Linked DNA regions of Mus musculus: region 1 is linked to region 2. Evidence: chromatin contacts called from public HiChIP or PLAC-seq data. All regions are on one chromosome and are shown on one strand. Each heading gives the region's core, a stretch centred on a gene start, on an enhancer-like site or on the middle of the called end of the contact. The rest is flanking DNA. Distances are from core to core; before and after follow the strand shown. Region 1 overlaps Gm31214 (a long non-coding RNA gene). Region 2 overlaps Gprasp1 (G protein-coupled receptor associated sorting protein 1).

Region 1 (5,011 bases), core at 2,251-4,750, 160 kb after region 2:
CCAGCAACCATATGGGGGCTCAAAAACCATCCGTAACGAGATCTGACGCCCTCTTCTGGAGTGTCTGAAGACAGCTACTGTGTACTTACATATAATAAATAAATAAATCTTAAAAAAAAAAGAAGAAGACAAAAATCTTGCAGTAGACTTCCTGGTTCTCTGACTCTCCAATCATTTTGCCCTCTTTTCTGCAATTTTTTTTTTTTTTTAGCCTAGTTAGTCATGTTGTAGAATTGCCAACTGGGGCTGGACATTCCAAGTTAATTTTTTTTCTGCATTTTCCCTCACATATAAGCATGCATTAAAGTTGTTATCTTTAATATAGATTTTAATAAATATTAGAAAGAAGTTAAATGCATACTAACATGAAATTTTTAGTATGCATGTCCTTGTTTTTGAGTTAGTATGCAAATTAATAGATCTCATTGTTGTATTTTTGTATCTTTGTCCTCCATTGCTCTCTGCCATTCACTCTCTGCCATGCTCAAATCCTTCTACCTACACTTATTCCCTTAGCACCTTCATGTAATATGGATTCTGGTAACCTCTCCAGTTCTTTCCTTAAACCTCTGCCCACTCCTTATGCTCCACTTTGCAGCTTTATGACCTGTACCCACATTAATATATACATATATAATGTGTGTATTAATATAATATACATTAAATACATGATATACACACATATGTATATGATATATAGCACATATGTTGTGTATGTATGTATGTATGTATGTGTGTGTGTGTATATATATATATATATATATATATATATATATATATATATATCAGCAGTAAACATGGTTGCACAATTATTCTGTGGGAGGATATAAAGTCTTTTGTGGATATACCCAGTAGAGATATAACTAGTGTCTTGGTTAAAATTCCAAGTGCTGATATAGTATAATGAAAACATCTTATATTCTAAGGAATTGAATTTTTTGCTGGACCTCATAGACAAAGTTAGTAATGCACATTGAAGTCATTTAAGACTTTAAGAATGAAGCTGAGCATGGTGGCGCTCGCCTCTAATCCCAGCATTCAAGTGGCAGAGGCAGGCTGATTTCTGAGTTCGAGGCCAGCCTGGTCTACAAAGTGAGTTCCAGGACAGCCAGGGCTATACAGAGAAACCCTGTCTCGAAAAACAAAAAAACAAACAAACAAACAAACAAACAAACAAAAACAACCACCACCACAAAATCCCCAAAGACTTAAGAATGATATCTTCAATCCTTCCCTCAAAGACTGAGCTACCAATCAAAGAGCATACACGGGCTGGACCGAGGCCCCAGACACATAGGGCTACCTTGTGTGGCTGCAGTGGGAGAGGATGTGTCTAACCAGGCAGAGACTTGATGGTGCCAGGGTGAGGAGATACCCAGAGGGCCTACCCTCTCAGGGGAGAAGGGGAGGAGATGTGTTGGGGGGAACAGCATTTGAGATGGAATAAATAAATAAATAAGAATGATATCATGCTGTGTATTCAGCCTGTTTGTTTAGTCTGCATGTAAATGTAACAGTCAACCTTACTTATCACAGATCTCCCAAGCAATCAGCTTTTATAAACTATGGTAATATGTAGCTTTAGTCTTAAGATATTTACTCCTCCATGGCTCTGACCCAAAGAGTATATATGTGTATCTGTGTGTTTGTTATGGTAACCATTTACTGAAAACAGCAAATAGGTCTAAAGTGACCTTCTAAACTACATATTTGCTATAAACACTAAAAGCAACATACAAATATTGTTTGATAGCATTTTTGTTTCCTATTGGGGTCAAATGGAGTCAGTGGAATCAATGACTTAATTTCTTGTAAAACTCTGCTAAGGATTTCTGTAAAGTATCCCTTATTCCCCTTCCCATGTAATGCTTTTTGTGCTGTTCAATAAGACAGAACCAGAGCCCTTTGTTAGACACACAGATACAGACACAGACAATACAAGGCAGAATTTATGCAGTCACAGATTTAGACACATAAAACAAACATTACAAATAGCCAAAACCCATAGGCTACAGAGTGACAGGGGAGATAGGAAAAGAATTAGATAATCCAAATTGGGCAGGCTTTTTATTAAACGACTCCAAGGGGAAGTCTTTCATTTCTTCTCTTTAATGTGATACTGATACATATTGGTAACTTTGAGCTTGTCACTAATACATTTAACTAATGCATTTTGGTGTCTCTTGTGAGGAATCTCTAATGTGTTAATGTATGCACCTCCACATCATGGTTGCTATAGAAACCTGGTACCATGGCAACTGTGATATCTCCTTAATGGAGAAGAATGATCTGGTGAGAAGAGCACTTCTTCCTAGGGCACTGGACAGGTGTTAACTGTTGCTAAAACCTGTTAAAATTACTATTATTGATAATGATAAATGTCAATGATATTTACTTTCTTATAAGTAAGTACTCTTTCTGATGTTCATTTTCCTGTAAATAAGCTAAGATGTAGGAAATGGAATAATTTGCTTTCCTAATTGACAGCTGTTAGAGTCTCCCATGCTTTTCTGGTTGCTTTAAACAAAGGACAATCATTCAAATAGCTAATTGCCCTACCTCTTATCCTAGCAACAGGCATTTCGAATGCTCCACAGATGAGCATTACATACAGTGCTCATCCCTGTATACAGTGGCACATCAGATTGCCTGAGTTCCTGAAGGCACAGACAAAGCCAGGGCTGTATCCCCTAAGTGGCCTGCAGCAAAAGCTGTCAAAGCTGCAGCTGGCCTCCTTCCTGCCCTGGCCTACGGCTGCAGTAAAACACCCTCAAAATGGTGGCTTCTGTCAAAATTCCATTGGAATACTGTCCCACCTCAGAGTTGTGTGGTCCTGGGCCTCTGTGTCTCAGGATGCCCTTCCATCAGAGCAAGAACACAAGGGCTTCTTGAAATACTTAGTACAAGACATTTTGCAATCATAAACCTTGATAAAATCTAGATGACGCTGCAAACATTTCTATCTAGGCCAAAGGAAGAGCACTTTCCCTGGTGGCCTAGCAGAGGGACTGGCATGTCTGATAATAAAGAGATAAGGCTGTGATTGGCACTAATACAAAGTCCCATTTGTATGCAAGATGTCATATGACTGGTACAGGCACATATCTTCTTGTGCATCTAGATGTTCTGTGATTGTCTTGAATACCTTTCTCTAACATCTTTTTCTGTGTCATGTAAGGAGCTGGTTGGAAAGACATGTTCAGGCTTGGTGAGTCGGGTGGGAGATATATTTGTCCTGGCATGCCTTTCTGTTTGTTGAAATATGGTATCTAATAAATGACCTCTCTCAAGTAGTCTTTTCTGTACCTCTAGCATCACTAGTATCACTGGACTAATTAAGGGAAACTCCTTTCACGTTGGAACATGCAATTCAGAGTAACCTAAAACCGTGTTCCCAGTTCATGGTCACACAGAGTGGCTGGAGAATACACTGTCTTATGTATTCCCTTAAGGAAAACTAAGAAGCATTAGAGACTGAAGAAGGGCAGTGACAGTTGAGCTGCAGTGTTAGCTTCAGCAACAGCTGAGTGGTAGGCAAGCCAAGCTGTTGAAATGAAAAGGCAGCTGTCTACTTGACAGCTGAAAAAAAAAAAGGCAACTAAACAGATCAAGAGAGCAGCCATGGCAGGAATATGGGAGTTGGCAGAAGTAGACAGGACAGAAAGCCAAAGACTGGAAAAACCCATCAACAGCAATTGCAGACCCTGATTATTAGAATAATTTGATAGATATGCCACGCCTTTAGGGCCAGTGCTGTCAGACACCTCGGGCTGTTGAGCTGTAACACTGCTTTCTGTCAAGGGCTAGGAACGTCGGCCTTGTAGGCAATACACATGAATCTGTGAAGCCAACTGCTGGTCAGGTCTGAGAAATCCCAATTTCCTAGGGTCCATAGAAGAGTGGTATTGATATCACTTACAGAACTGAACTCTGCTCCACTTCCCTCGGCCAACATAAGATTGATTATCCTAATAAAGCTAAGAGATAAGAAGCGGGAAGCCTGTATGAAAACTGTAACACTAGATGGTGTCACTTGCTCCTGTCACTCAAGCCTGCCTGTCACTATCATTTACTCATGACAGGTAGGATTAAAAATAAAAGTTAGCCGGGCGTGGTGGCGCATGCCTTTAATCCCAGCACTCGGGAGGCAGAGGCAGGAGGATTTCTGAGTTCGAGGCCAGCCTGGTCTACAAAGTGAGTTCCAGGACAGCCAGAGCTACACAGAGAAACTCTGTCTCAAAAAATCAAAAAAAAAAAAAAAGTTGAAATACACAGTTGATGAGAAGGCCTTCTTGGCCATTTGAAGATTTTGTGGACATTCTTCAGTATCCACTTTTTATACAATGTTTTATAAATAAATGTATTCAAAAGTCATGATAGTATGGTGTTAGCAAAAATGTCAAAAATGTCTTCTCTTTTTTTTCTTGTTTATGAAATTCCGTTCAAAGTCAAACTGTGTTGGGAGCACAAAGGTCCTTGTACTCACAGATAAGATAGGAACGCCAGTAATGTTAAACATGCAGGCTGGTCTCTTCAACGGAAGCCACTTATGGCCTGTTTTCTACCCAGAAGGCTGGGAATGGAAGTTGCTCCTACAGGACTCTGCCACTATCTGTAGGGCCAAACCATACCTAGCTCTCCCAAGCTACCAGTAGCAGGACTGGAGGTGGCTAATAATCTACGTGACTCTGCACTGTGTATTGTCAAAGGCGACCCCAGGCTCCCACAAGCAGGACTAGGGATAGCTAATAGTCTAGACGTATATTTCAAGAGTTCAAGGGCTGGATCGTCACGGGAAACTTCTAAGATTGACATTGGGGAAAAAAAAACATTGTCAAACTGCTTACAAAATGATTGCACATTTTTTATTGCTGTCAACTGTGTAGGAGAATTTCATCCTCAATAAACTTGCCAGTGCTCATTTACATTCAGCCTTTTAGAGTTTTGGATGTAATCCTAGAATGTAATAATATATCATCGCAGGTTGTCTTTTTTAACATTTCTTTAGTGA
Region 2 (5,492 bases), core at 2,520-5,019:
GACAAAGAAGATTCCTAAGCCCAGAGCTACTATGAGAACAGCTGCGTTTCCCGAGGATAAAGCATTGTTCATTGGCTGAGGACATTGTTCCTGGCTCTGTTTTCCCTTGGTAAGAAGTGATTCTTCACACCATTTTCCTTCTTATTCCCCTACTCTTTCTGCTACTTTGAGATAGAGAATCATACTATGTAGCCCTGGCTGGCCGGGCATTTAGTATGTAGGGCAGGCTAACCTTAAACACTAAATGTGTGGTGATCCTACTGCCTCTGTCTCAGGCTCTAGGATTCCAGGGTGTGCACCACCACACCTGGTTGCTGAAGCATATAGCTTGACATAACCTGCAAATATTCTTATATGTGGCTTCTTCAAATTCTGTAAATGGACCCTGTCTCAAGTAGTAGAAACAGCAATTCTTTTCCTCCACTAGAAGTAGATATTTCTTGGGCCTGTTTCACCAGTTACTTCAAGAAACTTGGTCCTGACTAGGGAGGTTCAGTTTCCTGTGTACCACATATTAGCTTTTCATCACTATAAGAAAGTAGTCAAGGTAGTCAACTTATAAAGAGAAGCGTTTTCTTTTGGCTCACAGTTTTGGAGGTTTTAGTTCACAACCAAGTGAATGTAGCACATACACAGCACAGCACACACATAGCAGAACAAAACTTCTCACCTTGGTGGCCACCTATCAAAAGAAACAGAAAGGGAATACAGAGACCCTTGCGGGATAGGCATAATTCAAACGGTAGCAGGAAGTTCCTGAAGCACATGGGAAGAAAAGCAATGCATTGTAAGAACACACAGAATTTGGATCAACCTATTCTAGAAGAGAGTTTGCTGAAGAACGTTTGTTTACCTGAGGAACATGGAGGTCAGTAGAGAGGCACGTTAGCCTAAATCTACAAAAGCAGATTCATGAGAGGTGCAAGAGGAGATGTTGTGAGCCATAATAGCAATAGGCATATGCTACTGTGCGAGTTCATGAGCACACGTGAGAGGTGACGTGACATGGGGAGGGGAAAGGTGTGGAAGACACTCCCAAGTACTCATGGCTGCCTCTTTATCCCAGGGTTGATGCTTGGGATTTGATTCTGAAAGTTATATTTCAGGAACAAGTCAGTGTTACGTAGACACAAGAGGAGATACTGAATAGTCGAACAATACTTTGTTCCCTTATGCTGGACCAGAATGCAGTTTTGGAGGAAGAAAATCATGTCTTGCGATCATAATATAGGTCAACATCTTCTACATAGTATTTGATCTAATTTCAAGATGATATTTAACCAATATATCAATACAGACTAATAAAACACATTAAAAACCTTCCCATAGGGCCTTTTCAATCAATAATTGTTAGCCACTTATTGGCTTTATTTTGTAAATGAATTGACAAGAGATTATCCAACAGATATTTCAACTATTGCTAAAACCACTCCTATCAGCAAGTAAATTGGTGAAAAGATATTGGTAGTTGGGGCTCTGTTGCTTATATATACATCGCCAGCCCCTCTGAGATCTAAAACAGAATTATAAGGTTGAGGACGCCTTGGGCTGCATGGTAAACCTCAGGTCAGCTGGGGAATTTGATGAGAGCAATTTCCCAGTACCATCTTTAAACAGTATTGTGAATATAGCTGGCTGGTAGATTGCTTCTTGAACATACTCAAGGGCCTAAGTTGAATGCTTAGCAGCACCACAGCAACAAAAAGGGACATTAAACCTCCACAAATATGAGCAAATTTTATATTGGTGTTATTTTAGTTATACTGTGAAACAGAAGATTGGTGTTAATGCTGGTGAAAACTGAGATACAAAGTGGCCTGTCCTGGACATTGACGTACAGAAAAGACACTTAGAAGGAGTGAACATTATGAATAAAGATGGTGTGTGTGTGTGTGTGTGTGTGTGTGTGTGTGTATACGTATACATACACTTCCTGCTATCACAATTGCTATAAATGTAGTGGCTTAAAATGAGACTAGCATATCATATCACAGCACTGGATGCAAAAAAGGTCTTACTACCCTAAATCAAACAGATCCTTAACTTCGGGGCTTACTAAGGAAGAAACTTTCTTCTGCATAGTTTCTTCAGACTTCCTGCATTCCATGGGTCCTGGATTCTTTCCATCTTTGAGGCCAACAGTGTCCACTATGGTTTCGTTTGGTTTGACCAGTGCTGCTTTCCTGAGATGCAAACTCTTAATGCCTCAGCCTGGCATACCTAATAAGTACCTTTGCAGTCACAACGGCTAGATTGACCCAGGATAATTTTGTACAGAATTCCACTATTAACAACCTCACTTCTACCTCAAACCTCAGTTTTCCTTGGCCAAATAACATCTTTATGTATCATGGGTTGTTATTCTGTGAAACACTGGGTAGGTGCTTAAATAAATCTCTAAATGGGCAAGCGCAATAGCCTTAGTTTGTGCTTAATGACACTCCCCTTTTTTTCCCCAGAGAGGTATTGCTACTTAGAATCACACAACACACACACACACACACACACACACACACACACACCAACACACCAACCACCACCACCACCATACACACAAACGGACACGCACAAACATGGGGGAACGCAGGCACACACACCCCAACCACCACACACACACACACACACACACACACTGTGGCACAAAGAATTGACTGTTGGCCCAAACCTGTGGTTGATTTACTAGGCCAGAAGGTGTAGTTTGGTTTTCCTTTTGGAAGAGGGGCAATGGTGGGGAATGTAATGGAGGCCCCACTTTGGATTCCATAGAGACAGGAGTGCCCTCCCTTCATGGTTGCATGAACCAGTAAAAGAAAACATGGGAGAATCAACAGGAACCTACTGGCTGGCTGGCTGTTGCTAGGTCACCTGTCCCCTCTCAGGCTGCAGTACAAGCAGTCCCCCTCCCCTTCCATTGGCGTCATATGAGGAGGCAGAGGAGGGGGAAGCAAAGAGGGAGTACAGGGAGGGGCAGGCACTGTCCAGCCTCGTTCTGAAATACAGATGTATCAAGGTTCTCACTCAGTATCCCTCCGCTGCTCCCCCCTGCTCCCTAACTGCAGACCTTCTCCTCCCTATAGTCCCCCCCTCCCCAAAACCCTCATAGACTCTAGATCTTAGCCATCCCACACACTGTTGTGGCGCCAAAAAAAAAGTGGTGGTGGTCTCTGGTTAGGGTGAACAGGGGTCTGCAGACGCCTAACCGGTGCAACCCACCCCTCCAAGAGGAGTGGGGCTGTCTGGCCCCGCCCACTCCGAGTCGGAACTACAGTGGGTTCGGGAGGGGGCGTAGAGCCCCGTGCGCAGTATCCCTCCGCCCCCTTCCCGACACCCTCCAGGCGAGCTGGCTTGCCGCAGTCTACGCAGCCCCTGCCTGTTTGGTGCAGAGGCGTGGGGACAGGACACATCTCTGCCATTCCACTCGCGCGCAAAGCGTTAAAGACCAGTGAGAGGATCCGCCGAGGACAGAGAACACCCAGGAATAGGAGTCGGACGTGGGGGAGCCCAGGGACCTGGGCCGTGCGCCTGGCCAGGCAAGTGGGGGTGTGTCGAGGGCTCTGGGCGGTCGCGCACTGCAAACAACTGCCTGGCCCTGACAGTCCAGTGGAGGCAAAGAGGTCGCAGCTGCTCCCTGGAGTGTGCGCGGTGCCCGGAGACCCCAGACCGTGGTGGGGAGGAGGCGGGAACCCCTGCGGAGCCCCAGGCACCAGGGTTGAATGGAGCTGCTGCTGGGTGTGATGATCTGCAGACTAGCACAGCCTACTGACCGCCTGGCAGTTGGCTTTCTGAGCGCCCATACCCGGCCCTCCGTAATCTCTGGGCCCTATAAGGGTTATGGGGTAGGCGGCTGCTGTTGAAATGGCGATGCGGGGGTGGGGGGGGCATCTGGGAGCCCACAGGTCCGAGGAAGGCGGCTGCAAGAGAAATGGCCGGCCATACTGGAGTGGGGGTGGGGGCTAAAGCCCACAGGTGTGGGTGTGGGGCAAGTGTCCAGCATTGGGGCCAGCTCAGCTGGTGGGTGGTGAGTCGCCTCAGCTATTAGGTTCTGAACTGGTTCCTGAGAGGGGCCCTGGTACCCTGCATCCTGGGTGCTGTCACTCCCCACAGGCTTCTGATTGATGGAAAGTGACCTGTCTGCATGGTAGGTCTGGCATATTCTGGCAAGCCACGGTGAGCATCTATAGACCAGAAGCTTGAGAAAAGAGGAACAGGAAAATGGCGTGGATTTCTGGAGGTGTGTAGTAATGGGGATGGGCACCAGACAGTGAGTGGAGATGCAAAAAGGGTGGGGTGACTGGCCAGAACAGGTGGGATATCCATTAGTGTCTCCTAATCTCATTTCTCACAACCTTGTAGGTACCTTCCACACTGCCTTTCCCCTCCCTCCCAAATCTGGGGTCTGAAAAGATGGTTTGGGGATGATGACGGAGTCATAAATCCAAGGACCACTTCAGAACCTGGTTTCTAGAATGTGCTGCGCCCTTCCCCCATTTTTTGCTGCGCAAGGAAGGGAAATATGGCCACCTAGTGGCGGATCTTCAACATTGCAGAAGGGACTAAAGGATGACATCAGGAAGTGGGTGTTACCTCAGGAGCCCTACAGCCAGGCTAAATAAATCTAGAATGTTCCAGCAGTAGGACCCTAAATGCTGAAAGACACATGATCTGGTTCATATCCTTGGTGACATTCATAACATGATCAGCTGCTACCATCATATAAGTGCCATACATTTTCATCTTTGTCCACAGCCCTGCTTTAAGGCTGGTCAGTTCTTCAAGCAAGGGAAGAAGGCTTCAAGGCGACTGTCTCAAATCTCTGGAGATTGGTGAGACTCAGGGCAGTGCAGGAGCCAGCCACTGAGGAGGCAAATTCAGATTGCTCTAACCCAAGAGGGTGCCCGATGCCTTTACTGTCCCCTTAATTTGCACAAAGCTGCTGCCATCATTTCCTGATTGTCATACATTTTCATGTCTCTGTTCACAGCCCTGCTTTAAGGCTGGTCAGTTCTTCAAGCAAGGGAAGAAGGCTTCAAGGCGACTGTCTCAGATCTCTGGAGATTGGTGAGACTCAGGGCAGTGCAGGACCCAGCCACTGAGGAGGCAAATTCAGATTGCTCTAACCCAAGAGGGTGCCCGATGCCTTTATTGTCCCCTTAATTTGCACAAAGCTGCTGCCATCATTTCCTGATTGTCAGACATTTTCATGTCTTTGTCCACAGTCCTGCTTTAAGGCTGGTCAGTTCTTCAAGCAAGGGAAGAAGGCTTCAAGGCGACTGTCTCAGATCTTGGAGGTTGGTGAGACTCAGGGCAGTGCAGGAGCCAGCCACTGAGGAGGCAAATTCAGATTCTAACCAAATTCAGATCACTGCCCCCTTAATTTGCTCAATGGTGTGGCATCCTTTATTTCCTTTTAGGGATATTAAGAATATTGAGGTAGGTGTGAGTTAGACTATGACCCGCAGGAGAAGACCAGGGAACAGAGACTTTAGACAGAA

The links. HiChIP or PLAC-seq counts read pairs in DNA pulled down with a chosen protein or histone mark.
Region 1: an H3K4me3 HiChIP or PLAC-seq map of neural progenitor cells shows a contact between it and region 2, with 10 times the contacts expected there. The contact joins two enhancer-like sites. A contact is called at or near these places in 3 of 15 datasets of contacts at CTCF or cohesin (large pre-B cells, liver and pro-B cells), 119 of 484 Hi-C or Micro-C datasets (the AML12 cell line, the AtT-20 cell line, B cells and 67 more), 13 of 115 datasets of contacts at active chromatin or transcription factors (VIP interneurons, astrocytes, bone marrow-derived dendritic cells and 6 more) and 2 of 9 other capture datasets (adipose tissue and embryonic stem cells).

What each region holds. Positions count from the first base shown.
Region 1 is chrX:135,955,246-135,960,256 of GRCm38.p6, forward strand. The region is part of intron 3 of Gm31214 (a long non-coding RNA gene); the gene reads left to right. Among named protein-coding and RNA genes, the nearest start is that of Gm31214, 23 kb to the left of the region's middle. Within about 2 kb of position 3,501, at least 24 of the 459 cell types and tissues checked have an H3K27ac peak or open chromatin away from gene starts, as enhancers often do. A contact at or near this core is called in the N1E-115 cell line, Sertoli cells, ganglionic eminence and 3 more, where this site is marked.
Region 2 is chrX:135,792,807-135,798,298 of GRCm38.p6, forward strand. It overlaps Gprasp1 (G protein-coupled receptor associated sorting protein 1), which reads left to right. Exons shown (of 11, transcript NM_026081.5): 5 at 3,336-3,530; 6 at 4,143-4,231; 7 at 4,747-4,823; 8 at 4,982-5,058; 9 at 5,217-5,288. Among named protein-coding and RNA genes, the nearest start is that of Mir1970, 9.3 kb to the left of the region's middle. Within about 2 kb of position 3,770, at least 145 of the 459 cell types and tissues checked have an H3K27ac peak or open chromatin away from gene starts, as enhancers often do. A contact at or near this core is called in the N1E-115 cell line, Sertoli cells, ganglionic eminence and 3 more, where this site is marked.